Regions from separate parts of the Pan troglodytes genome. Here region 2 is linked to region 1. The links are chromatin contacts, called in public capture Hi-C maps. All regions are on one chromosome and are shown on one strand. Each heading gives the region's core, a stretch centred on a gene start, on an enhancer-like site or on the middle of the called end of the contact. The rest is flanking DNA. Distances are from core to core; before and after follow the strand shown.

Evidence for each region. Capture Hi-C pulls out chosen DNA fragments and counts their contacts.
Region 2: a capture Hi-C map of stem cell-derived neural stem cells shows a contact between it and region 1, with 2.8 times the contacts expected there. The contact joins two enhancer-like sites. A contact is called at or near these places in 2 of 7 Hi-C or Micro-C datasets (induced pluripotent stem cells and stem cell-derived neural progenitor cells), 1 of 1 datasets of contacts at active chromatin or transcription factors (stem cell-derived excitatory neurons) and 1 of 1 other capture datasets (stem cell-derived neural stem cells).

What each region holds. Positions count from the first base shown.
Region 1 is chr11:113,694,263-113,700,681 of NHGRI_mPanTro3-v2.0_pri, reverse strand. No RefSeq gene overlaps it. Among named protein-coding and RNA genes, the nearest start is that of SMARCA2, 220 kb to the left of the region's middle. Within about 2 kb of position 5,146, at least 23 of the 24 cell types and tissues checked have an H3K27ac peak or open chromatin away from gene starts, as enhancers often do. A contact at or near this core is called in stem cell-derived neural stem cells, where this site is marked.
Region 2 is chr11:113,789,500-113,795,903 of NHGRI_mPanTro3-v2.0_pri, reverse strand. All of the region lies in intron 27 of SMARCA2 (SWI/SNF related, matrix associated, actin dependent regulator of chromatin, subfamily a, member 2), which reads left to right. Among named protein-coding and RNA genes, the nearest start is that of SMARCA2, 130 kb to the left of the region's middle. Within about 2 kb of position 3,468, at least 2 of the 24 cell types and tissues checked have an H3K27ac peak or open chromatin away from gene starts, as enhancers often do. A contact at or near this core is called in stem cell-derived neural stem cells, where this site is marked.

The DNA.
Region 1 (6,419 bases), core at 3,897-6,396:
GAGGAGGGCAGATCACTTGAGGTCAGGAGTTCGAGACCAGCCTGTCCAGCACAGTGAAAACCTGTCTCTACTAAAAATACAAAAATTAGCTGGTTGTGATGATGTGTGCCTGTAATCCCAGCTACTCAGGAGGCTGAGGCATGAAAATCGCTTGAACCTGGGAGGCTGAGGTTGTAGTGAGCTGAGATCATGCAGTGGCGTTCCATCCCAAGCAACAGAGCAAGACTCCATCTCAAAAACATAACAAATAAAAGTAAATAAATAAAATACATAATGATAAGGATCCCTGTAGCTTATGGATGAATAAATGTCTGGTTAACACTCATGCTAAGAGTTTTTTTCTTTAAGCTGGTGAGTAATAGTAAAGCATCGGACACCACCATAAAGCACAAAGCTCCATCAGAAAAAAAAAAATCAATTTTGTTAATAATAAAAAATAAAAATAATGACTGAGTAATTGGGGATTATTTACCATAGAAGCAGTTTCTTTTGCTAGGAAAGTAAACATTTTCACTTCTTAGTACTTATCTACCAGCAGGGGACTATCACATCAGATAGTGCCTGGTTCAATTAACAGCACCCCTTAATTATTTCTAACATCTATTAACAACATAATCGAGTGAATCCATGGCCAAAGTGCTTAATTTTGTACCTCCACTGCTATGCTTACAATGGCAGTTTTGCTTTCAAAGAGTAAATTATAAACACCCGAATCTCAAACTGTACCAAGTATTATTTTTGCTACTATAAATCATTCTCTAAAAGCTATTTCTTGTTCTCTAGATCATGGATTCTCAACAGGGCCAGTACTGCTTTCAAGGGGGTGAAAATTGATCAAGGGCTGTAGGGTGGAGGGAATTGACAAAATCTTACCCTTTTTATGTATAAAGTACAGATATACATACAGCATATAAACACATACACAGTATATCTGTGGTATTAAAATTTCATGGGGTGGCGATTGGGAACAAACATATCTTAAAAGGATCCTGGAAAGGCTGTGGTGATGGAGGGTGTGGGAATAATGAAAACAGGTTTAAGTAACACTGCCCTACACCTATGCATCTCAAATCTGGCCTACTCATTGGAATCACCTTGAGGGTTTTGAAAAAATACAGATACCTGGGCCACTCCCAGAGTTTCTGATGTAGTTGGTTTGGGTGGTGCCTGGACTTGGTATATGTAAAACCTCCCCAGATGAGTCCCCTTTGGGATAGCCAAATTTGAGAACCACCGCTCTAGATTGCAGATGACAGAACTATTCACCCACACCACAACAGATGTGACTAAACTGTCATGACAGTCTTTCCTAAACCCAGATGTGACTTTGGATTTTTTTCCCATACATTATTGCAAATTGGAACTGACATGTGAAATGAAACCAATTTGCCATTCCTGTTCTAGATGGTCCCCTGGGCTGGAACAGAACCCAAAACCATATCCCAATGTTTTAGCACCTAGAAGGTTCTCATTAAGTGTCATTATGCCTTACATTTCCTCATTATTCTTTTATTGATCAAGGAGGAGAACACAGAACAAAAATTGGTGGCTAGTGAGCAAAGAGTAAGAAGTTTGCTGAATGCCTAAATATAGTGGTGCAAAGGTGTGTTTGGTCATACCTGGGTAGGGCTGGCTTATATTCTGTTTTCATTATATGTTCATTAGACATGAACAGACAAATCTACCAGGCAAAAAAACAAAAACAAAAAAACCCACAAAAGTTTTCATTTCATGACAGGCCCTTTTTGAAGGATATTTGTTCAGCTTCATGCTAGCATCTATGGTTAAGGTGTATGTCACCCAACAGGCATGAAGCAAATAGTTATTTTCCAAGAGCAGGGATTAATGTCAAGCTTTAGTGAAGTTAGGCAGATCTTCAAGTGGAAAGTCAAACGAAAAAGTTTCAAGAGTAAGAGTTCCTAATTAGCACCCAAAGTTTTAAGAAATGATACCTGCTGAGGTAAATATAGATTAAACAACAAATGTATTTGTAAGAAAATTTGAACACAATTTTCCTTGAATTTGGTGGTTGAATAAAACATGAAATTTGATCTATTTATTTTGATCATTTAAGTTGAACTGTTAATGTACACACATGTATGTGTGTTTGCATGTGTGTGTGTGTGAGAGAGAGAGAGAAAGAGAAAGAGAGAAATAGTAATTAGTTTTTGGAGACAAAATGTCCAATACAAATATGGAAAGCTGCATACCTCCTCAGTTTTCTGGTAATCGTAATAAAAACAAAGTCGCCAGATGGGCCAAAGCTAAAAAGATGAAAATACCAAGTTTGGAGAGGATGTAGAATAATAGAATCTCTCATACTCTCTGTTAGGGCAAGTGGGGCTGTAAATTGGATCAACTACTTTGGAAAAATAGTTTGGCATTATCTAGTAAAAGTGAAGATGTACATAACTGTATACCCCAGCAATTGTACTCCTAGAGATTTCCCCTGGAGAAATTTGATTTCATGTATCAGGAGACATAAATAAAAATGCTCATAGCAACACTGTTTGTAATATTCCCAGTGGAAACAATGCAAATGTTTGTCAGGTATGTAATTAATAAATAACTGTGATATGTTTACAAATGGACTATCCTACAGCAATAACATGGATAACCTACTTCTATACATAATAACATGCATGACTCTCACAAATGTAATGTTGAGTAAAGACACAAAATCCTCCTTCCTTTCACACAAATGTTAAAACAGATGAAACTAAGCAACATGTGTAGGGATACATACATCAGTGATAAAACTGTAAAGCAAAGCAAGGAAATGATGATCAAGAATGTTAGCAGAGTAGTTAGGGAAGAGCAAGGTGGTTTTATCATTAAGGAGAGGAATGCAGTGGGTTAGAGAGGGCACCCGGGCTACTGATAATATTCATTTCCCAACCCTGGTAGTAAACACATACGTAACGTTCACTTTATAGTTGTTCGTAATACACTTTAATGAAGTTTTCTGGATGTGTATTTCACACAAAAAATTGATTTCTAAACTTGCTATTTTCTGTATGACTTGTGTATTAATGTATTAATTGAAGTTAAGCAAGAACAAAAAATATTTTCTGAAGCCTGTAAAATGGAGAGAAATGCTCAAGAATATGTTTTGGAAGGTACCAGCAACAGGGCAGCTCCAGGGTTCACAACCCTTAGGAACCCTGTCCTTAGGGTGTAGTTACGGGATAATTTGTTCAACCTCTTATATCCTGGGTCTCTCTATTGAAAATCCCATTTCCTGGAAGAGAGAATAGGATTGGCCTGGTCATATTCCCTATTGGTCACATGTCCTGATTTACCAGAGCCATGTGGAGTCAGAGAGGGGTCATTCTTCAAAGGCCAGGGAGTGAGAGGGAAGGAAGACTGTATGGATGAAAATAACCTCCAATCTGGACACTGTCAAAGCCAACAGACAGAAAACACCAAGATCCAAGAAGGCATGCAGGTAAGAAACACTGACAAAGCCAAGATTGTTCCCGAAGAATTCATCCCACAGAAGGGCAGCAGTTAACTTGCTGCATTCTGTTGACCTTTGGATTCCAGGACTGGAGTACATAACTAATGTAAAAGAGTGAACAATGACATATGGATGACATTCTTCCCACGGTGCCTTAACTCGCCATATTCCCTCTGTCTGGGAAATGTGTGCCAACCCCAAATGGTCACTCTGATCATCTCTCCTGTTCAGAAAACTAGACTTTGACCATCCTTTATGATCTCTTCTCTTGTGAACTTTATGGTGGTCAGAGTCACAGCAAAGTCGATTAAGAAAGGCCAAGAATCAGTGCTCCTGTTTGCTGGGACCAGGAGGCAGAGGACTAGCCTGTCATTCACAGGTCTTCTTTAGGGGAGGGGGCAGGGCTTGTAAATTGGGGAAGTGGGTGGGGTGGTGGGAAGCAGGAAATATTGCCAGGCCGGCAGGAATCCTGACCCTCTTGGTAACTCATCCTGTACCAAGCAACCAAGATAATTTTTTAAAGTACAGACTTGTGTGTGGAAATGTATCCTTCCCACAGCTCAACCTCAGCTTTGAAATGGTTCTCAACAGAAAGACACACAGGTAAACAGTAACTTTCTGAAGCACAATGAGTGGCCTCTGCTACAGAGACCAGTTTGGAGACTGCCACATAATACAATTTAAATTAAGCATGAGTATCTTTTTTTTTTTTTTTTTTGAGACAGAGTCTTGCTCTGTCACCCAGACTGGAGTGCAGTGGCACGATCTTGGCTCACTGCAACCTCCACCTCGCGGGTTCACACCATTCTCCTGCCTCAGCCTCCCAGGTAGCTGGGACTACAGGTGCATGCCACCACGCCCGGCTAATTTTTGTATTTTTAGTAGAGATGGGGTTTCGCCATGTTGGCCAGGCTGGTCTCGAACTCCTGACCTCAGGTGATCCACTCGCCTCTGCCTTCCAAAGTGCTGGGATTACAGGTGTGAGCCACCGCACCAGGCCGCATGAATATCTTTATTCATGAGCCTGGATCCCTAAGAATGAGGGTGCCTCTGACTATTCTTAATTCGTTCAGCGGTCACATTCATCGCACAACACCCAAAGACATATTTGGTCTGCAGTTCGCACCTACTCCTCTGGAGCTTTGAGCAGTTAATAACATTAGCTCGTTAGCATTAATTAAAAAGTATCTTATTACAGCAGGATCCAGAGTTACCACCTAGCCACTCTAAAAACCAGCGGTCGGCTTGACTTCTAGCAAAGCCTCTTTTATTGATGGCTTCTGTGGGTGTAGTTAACATCCGCCGTCCCCCGTCTGATCTCATTATTTCAAATCCTCGCATCCTGGCTGGCTTTGCCTTTTCTCTCTCTCCTCGATCCTCCCTTTACATAAATGCGATTGTTTCGTTGCTTCCTTCCTCGGAGCCGGGTTTTGTCCCGGCTTGGCTCGGTTTGCGTGTTTAAGAACGAGCGCCTAGGCCTCTGGGCGAGGGTCTAGAGCTCCCGCAGCCCTTCGCTGGGTGACCTCCTCCTGTCGGGGCCATTTGTCTTCAGGGCGTCTCTTTGAGGCTCTGAACAGGACGCTCCAAGTGGGGCCCGAGCGCTTGGCAGACAAGCCCCTGGATTGTTGCTAGAGACCCTCAGGTCGCTTTGGGGCGGAGCGCGCCTTTCAGGAATCCGGGAGCCTGGGATGCGCATGGCGAGGAGGGGGAAACGTGCTGGGGAGAAGGCAGGCCTTGATGTATGCCCTGGTGGACAAAAGCTGCTAGTGTCAGCTTGATTTGCACGATCAACATTCATGAGTTTCACCGCTTAGAAAGGGGGATTATCTGCAAACCGGAGACTGAATGGAAGCCATAAATAAGTGATTTCACACTACCAAGCAGGAGGAATATTCTACCTCCTAAATTATTCTGAACAGCATGTTTGGCCCCTTCCAGGTTCCCACCGCTCGCGAGCCCTCAGGGGTGGTGTGTGCAAACGGTGGACCTTTCGGCGCCTAAGAAACCGAGTGCTGAGCCCGGGAGCAGCGCCTGCTTTTCTTCCCAAGATCCACTCCGGGTTTTGCCTAGCGCTGCTCCGGGAACCCATTCCAGACGCGGGTAACGCCAGGCAACGTTTTCCTTCTCACCCGCCCACAGCCAGCCCCGAGCCGCCGGGGTTCCAGGCCCAACACAGCACAGATGCACGTTTCAAAATGTGCTCGAATATGCAGCCTGCATCAAAGGCGTTGGGAGGCTCTTTCATCCTCTCAGCTGCCTAAGAAGGGACATGCTCCCAGCTACCCTCATTTGTGGCTGGGTTTACTCTGAAATGAAAATGTACCTCTGGATGCAAAAAGAAAGGCTGGAAGGTTTTTTTCCCCTACTCCTTGCACCCGATTTCTCATTTTGCCTCGCCCTCACCCTCATCCTTTGTGTATGCCAGGCTGTGTTAACCCTATGAGAACCCCCGTGGCTTGCTCTTTTCTTTCTTCCTTACGGTTGTCATCCGGTTTGTAGCCTGACTTCTTCGGCCTGTCACGTACCCCTTCCTTTTCCTGGAAGTGGTTTTGTTGTAGGACAGCCACAGGTGGACGGCTGGACCTTACCCAGCTTTGAAGGGCGAGGACCGGGCGAAGGCAAAACCTGGGAAGGCTCTGGCTGCCCCCAGAGGACCGGGCGGAGCAACCACAGTCGCTGTGGTTATTACGTCCAGCCTCCTGGGACCTCCACTTAGCTTGGCTGTCACCCCGACCCCCGCCCGCACCTCCCCAGCTGCTGATCTCGGGGAGGCAGCCCTCCCTGAGGTGCTGAGGGCAGGACCCTGGCGAGCAGAAGTGAAGGGGTTAACAGCCATCTCCCTACTAGAATGGTGCCCTGATGTTTAATGGCAAATTACCCAGCAAGCACCTATTTTTAAAACTTTCACCCCTTTTCCTTGGGAACCCCCCACTGTTATGGAAAATTTAAGCCTTTAAAG
Region 2 (6,404 bases), core at 2,219-4,718, 97 kb before region 1:
CTCACACGGACGCAGTGATTTTTGCTTCCTCTCTGAACAGGCCTTTGGTATTTCACAGGCTGAACCCTTCTCTTTTTAAGTGACCTGTCACCTCTCATGTAGTCAATGCTTTCTTACTGCCACCAAGTTGGCAAGTGTCATGCCATTCCTCTCCCCAGGGGAGAGAATTCTTAATCCAAATTTATTCCCATAGGATTTTCAGGACTTTTCCTGAGCCAAATTAGACTCTTTCTCTCAGTATATCTACTATCTCCTCCTTTCCCTGTATTGGCCAGTGCTAGACTGGAAGCTATAAATAGACAGCACCTTTTAATTCCTTCAAAGATTTGGAGTAGGTATTATTTCTCCCATTCTACAGGTGAGGAACTAAGCCTCACAGGTAGGGAGTATGGTTTTTGGATTTAGCATTTAGTTGATGACAGGTGTATTTGTTTAGTGAATGTTGAATGTAGAGTTTTACCTTCTTTCATATACTGAAGATGCACATCTATGCAAGTCTGTGCATAATGTAATGGCACAATGTAATGGCACCAATGGTATCCTATAAATTTTATTTAATAGCCTGTAGCATTGAACGTCTTCAAGCCTTTTAACTCTCAAAGCTAAAATAAGAAGATTGTATAGTTACTAGTTAAAATAAAGGCAGTTTAAAGAGATGGGGCTGGAGTAGGGCAAACTGAGAACAAAGATCTTCATTTTGCCCCATTTCTCTGGCCTATTTTTATTCACTATGTAGTTGTGTGGCCCTCCCTTGAGCAGTAATCATCCAAGCCATCTATGCAAGTCTGTGCATAGATGCGCCTCTTCAATATGTTAAAAAAAAACTATGGGACTATGGGAGTTTAGTGAAAGGCAATCACATTTTGGTTTACAGCCCCTTTGCCCACTGAGCTGATCTCCTGGCTTGTGAATTCTGGCCTCTTCTTGAAAAGGTGCAGGAGCGCGTCAGATCAGCAACAGGTGGTCTAGCTGGCCCGGGGAGGACTTACGCAGAATTGAAGACAGCCTCCTGGGGGGAGGTGATGAGACCTGCCCGTGAAGGCTGTTAACCTGGCTGCTCCTACAGTAGGGGCCCCTTAGTGGACTTCCTTCTGCCAAGCAGTTAGGACCTACAGGTTAGTTTCCCTCTCCTTGGTTGTCTCTGTTTCTCGAGAAGGTGGGGCCCTTACCTCCATCAGTCAAGTTGCAGATGCTCTACCTTTGGGCTAATGGGTGTTGGTCTTCACTGCTCCTCGTCTCGGGTGACACTGGACAATCTTTTTTACTTTGTCAAAAGACAAAATGACATCAAATTTAAAGTTTTTAATTGGCTTTTGCTGTTCTAGAATCAGACAACGTCAAGCAAAGGAAGTTGGCTTAATAGAAAGGGTAGAGGAAAGCAGAAATAGAACAAAAAGCATATTGGTTGTTTCAAAGTTAATTTTCCTTGTAAAGGTTAAAGCAGAGGGAACTTCCTTATGCTTGCTTAAACTGGCCTGTTTGGGGATTTGGTATTCTCTCTCTCTCCTGATTTCTCAGAAGGTCAGTTATTAAACAGCTTGGTTTCAGTGGTGTGTAACTTCAGCAAGGGTGATTCCATTTTGGTTTGGCCTGTTGAGTCTAGTGCAGGAGCTCAGTCCAAACCAATGGCCTCCTATAAATGTTATTTAATAGCCTGTAGAGTTGAACGTCTTCAAGCCGTTTAACTCTCAAAGCTAAAAGAAGAAGATTGTGTAGTTACTAGTTAAAATAAAGGCAGTTTAAAGAGGTGAGGCTGGAGTAGGGCAAACTGAGGACAAAGATCTTCATTTTGCCCCATTTCTCTGGCTTCTTTTTATTCACTGTGTAGTTGTGTGGTCCTCCCTTGAGCAGTAATCATCCAAGCCAGTTGTTAGAACGCGTTTCCCTAGCAAGCTCTGTCATCCTGAGAAAGCAGAGGGGTAAACAATAAAGACTTAATTGTATCTCACCAACATTTTTGGGTCCCATTGGTGAGTAAGGCATCAATTTAAGTGCCTTTGGAAGCAATTTTGATTAAAATGATTTTTTTTAAGTTCTTAAACAGATTTCGGGATGATAGGAGATTCGGACATATTTTAAAACAAAACAAACTTATACAAGCAGAATTAAACAACCTGGAGAAAAGTACCTGTAATGTATTGTGCTAGTACAGGGGAAGGAGGGAACTGCGTAGGATGTTATAAAAGAAATGGTATTTTAGCCTTTTCTTAAAAGATGAGAATGCTTTGGGTAGGAAAGAGGGATCAGGAGGGTTCCAGGCCAAGGGAAGCATATGAAGGCTTGGAAATACGTGACCCCTGCTTACTGTGACTGTGTGTTTGGAACAGAGTTTTTAACAGCAGTAGACGTGGGGAGGAAAAATGAGGCCAGGGCCAGACCCTGGAGGCTATGCATGACCAAAGAATCTGGGCTTTATTCTATTTCATAGAAAGAGTTCAAAGCCTGAGCGTATTTGAAATGAGAGAATGAGTGATGTGTCCCTCTGTTTAAGCAGAGAGAAGATACCATTTGCATTGAAAAAGATTAATTGAAGAGGTCAAAGAAAGGGCAGGGAAAACCCATAAGGGAGGTCATTTAAATGTGACCCTGTGAGAGAGGAGACCCGTCTGACAGCAGGGAGACCAGGGGGAAAAGATTGCTTATGAACTATTTCAGAGGTAAACTATATGATGACAAATAGGACTGCAGGGATGTGATAAGGGAAACTGATCATTTTAAAGATTTCCAGGAGAGAGAACTGGGAAATGATGCTACCTTTATATGAGACGGACAGGATCCACAAAGAGAAATATTTGCTTGGTTGAAGGAAAAGTGATAAACTTGATTTGTGATGTTTGGTAGGACAGTGGAATTCCCAATTGGTGACTCCAAAAAGAAGCGCAGGCTAGAGAGAGAATTTTTGAAGCCATATGCATTGAGGTTGTAGGGGCCAAGGGAGAACTTCCCCCTTTCCCCTCTGAAGGTTCGTCGAGAATCAACTGACAAAGGCAGATTAATAGGAGAAAAGACATACAAAATGTTAACAGGCATAGCACGGGGAACTCACAGGAGGATGATTACCCAATAACCTAGTGCAATACAGAATCGTACATACCCTTTTCATAGGGGAGCGGGGAGATGGGGGGGATGTAGGCATTTCTTTTGAGGGGGCAGTCAATCATTAGAGGAAATGAATGGACAGAAGTCAGCTTGGAAATGATTTTTTTCTTGAAATTTGAATGAGCCCAAGAGGCAGGTATTATCTTGTGAAGGAGTCTTCTCAGATGTGGTGGCATTCCTCAGTCTTCTTTTCTGAGATAATGAAATTTCAGGGAGGAGAGGGAAACAGTTGTGTTTCTGTTGGTGACCCCTGCGTACTGTGACTGTTAAACTTTCTTGGCCAGATGAGGAAATTCCAGAGCAAGTCCGTTCTTGTGTCCTGCGCTGGATGGGGGTGGGACAAGACCAGGTTAGACGGACCTTGATTCTGAGGCAGCTTCTAAGGCCTCTAAGCATGTCAAGGCACCAGTCTTTGGGGTATCACTTTCTGAGTCCCGACAAGGTCATATTTGAAGCCATAGAGGCAAGTAGGACCCCGATGGCAGATTTTACACCCAGGAGGAGGAGGGCTTAGATTCCTCTCAGGAGTCTCTCATCAGTAGTTAGGGGCTGCTCAGAAAGCACTCACCATATGGAGGATTGGAGTCTATGATCCAGGCTGCTCAGCAGGACTCCACAAAAGAGCTCCGTCTCCAGGAACAGTAAAATTAACAGCCCTCCTGAATTATGCCTTATGTCCCCTCCAGGGGGGCAGTAGTGAAGTTCTCTAGCAGCGAGGCCTCCGGAGGTCATTAAGAGACTCACCTGTTGCTGATCACAACTCACCTCACCTGTTGCTGCTGAGGACATCCAGACTTAGTGGTGCCTGGTGTGTACTCAGAAAGGGTAATTGCCCACATTTGACTGCATATTCACAATCTGTGAATGAAAACAAAAAGCCAAAAGAAAAGTTGGGGAATCTGCATTTAAGGAGAGAAAAATGTGGCTAGTAAACTTAGAGAAATGCGCTGGTTATGGTGGCTCATGCCTGTAATGCCAGCATTTTGGGAGGCCTAGGCGGACGGATCACTTGAGGTCAGGAGTTCGAAACCAGTCTGGCCAAAATGGTGAAACCCATCTCCACTAACAATACAAAAATTAGCCGGGCATGGTGGTGCATGTCTGTAGTCTCTCTGAGCTACTTGGGAGGCTGAGGCAAGAGAATCATCCAAACTCGGGAGGCGGAGGTTGCAGTGAGCCGAGACTGCAACACTGCACTTTAGCCTGGGTGACAGAGTGAAGACTCTTGTCTCAAAAAAAAAAAAAAAAAAAAAGAGAGAGAAACCCAAACACCATAGAAAGGAGAGACATTTTAAGTAAGGAGCAATGGAGGGGAAAGTAAATAAAATAGTTTAGACAAGACTAAGATGTGGGAATTAGAAAGCTTTTGGCAATTTTTAAAAAATTATTAATGTCCTTCTGGGTGCCAAGGAATTTTATTGTGTGGTCAGGCGGCAGAATCATCCGTAAAGGTGACCCTAGACACTTGACAATAAAGGGGAGGTGAGGAATGGGTGAAGTAGGGAAGATGCAGAGAGTTTGATGCTAGAGTTTATCCTTTAGTACTTGAAGATTGACATTAAAATACCTAGAACAAATACATTTGGACTTAGTGTTCCATAAATGGATATATATCTAAGAGCAGTTTTCCCAGGGAACCCTATCTAATAGTTGAATTCGTTCTCAACTGTTTTTACAGTATCTAGTTTCCCTCCCTCATTACTGTGCTATGTACTCTAGGGGAATTGAGAAAAACGAAGGCATTATCTTTGTAAGAAGAAAAAATCAAGATGATCTGGCACACCTGGAGGGGTAGTGGAATGGGAGTTGATCACTGAACATGTATGCAATGTGCATAGGCACAGGGGATTGGGAAAGACATCCCAGGTGAGAAGTAAGAGTAATCACAAAGGTGGGAATAAATATGGCATGCTACGGTGTGGCATGGGGTTTGTGTTCCTATTATTTGCAGAATGTTTGCCTAGCTGGGTGTCTTAGTCTGGGATGCTATACCAAAATACCATAGATTGGTTTATAAGCAGTTCTAGAAGCTGGCAAGTCCAAGATGAAGGCACCAGCAGATTCCATGTCTGGTGATTCTGTTTCCTGGTTCATAGACAGTGCCTTTTTGCTGTGTCCTCACATGGTAGAAGGGACATGGGAGCTCTCTGGGGTCTTTTTTAATAAGGGCACTAATCCCAATCATGACCTAATCACCTCCCAAAGGCCCCACCTCCTAATACCATCACCTTGTGGGCTAGGATTTCAAGACAGGAATTCTGGGAGGACACAATCATTTAGTCCACAGCAATAAGAAATATGGGAAATCAGGATGGGTAGGATCAGATCATAGAGATCTCCAGATTCTGTTACTGGATCCCACCACTTACTCAAAGTTAGCCTTTGGATCGGGGGTTTCCTAGGTATTGTGGCTTTGTGGTCACCAGAAAGATGTTGCTGAAAAGGGGTCCGGATCCAGATCCCAAGAGAGGGTTCTTGAATCTCGCACAAGAAAGAATTTGAGGAAAATCCATACAGTAAAGAGAGAGCAAGTTTATTAGGAAAGTAAAGGGTTAAAGAATGGCTACTCCATAGGCAGAGCAGCTTCGAGGGCTGCTGCTTGCCCATTTTTGTGGTGGTTTTTTGATGATATGCTAAATAAAGAGTGGATTTTTCATGCCTCCCCTTTTTAGAGCACATAGGGTAACTTCCTGATGTTGCCATGGCATTTGTAAACTGTCATGGCTCTGGTGGGAGTGTAGCAGTGAGGGCCACCAGAGGTCACTCTCATCACCATCTTGGTTTTGGTGGGTTTTGGCCGGCTTCTGTACTGCAAGCTGTTTTATCAGCAAGGTCTTTATGACCTGTATCTTGTGCTGACCTCCCATCTCATCCTGTGACTGAGAATGCCTTAACTGTCTGAGAATGCAGCCCAGTAGGTTTCAGCTTTATTTTACATAGCCCCTATTCAAGATGGAGTTGCTCTGCTTCAAACATCTCTGACAGTTCCATACAGGCAGGCTTGGAATTGATAGACTGAGGATAATTTAAGAAACTGAGTAGTGCAGTAGCCTCATGACAGAAGTGTTTAAGATCTGAGCAATAGGATACAGCTCATAACTATTTAGAAAAAGTACAGAATCGAGCTATTAAGTATTATTACAGGGAAAAAATGTACTGAGTGACCAAAAAAAAAAAAAAAAAAGCAAGGTACTATGACCTTCTTTATGACCCCCATTCCAAAAAGATGGAAGAGCAGATGCCTTCTTAAATAATCAGAACCAGTGGTGCATTGGTCAAGGAAACATTCATTAGGGTGAGAAAAT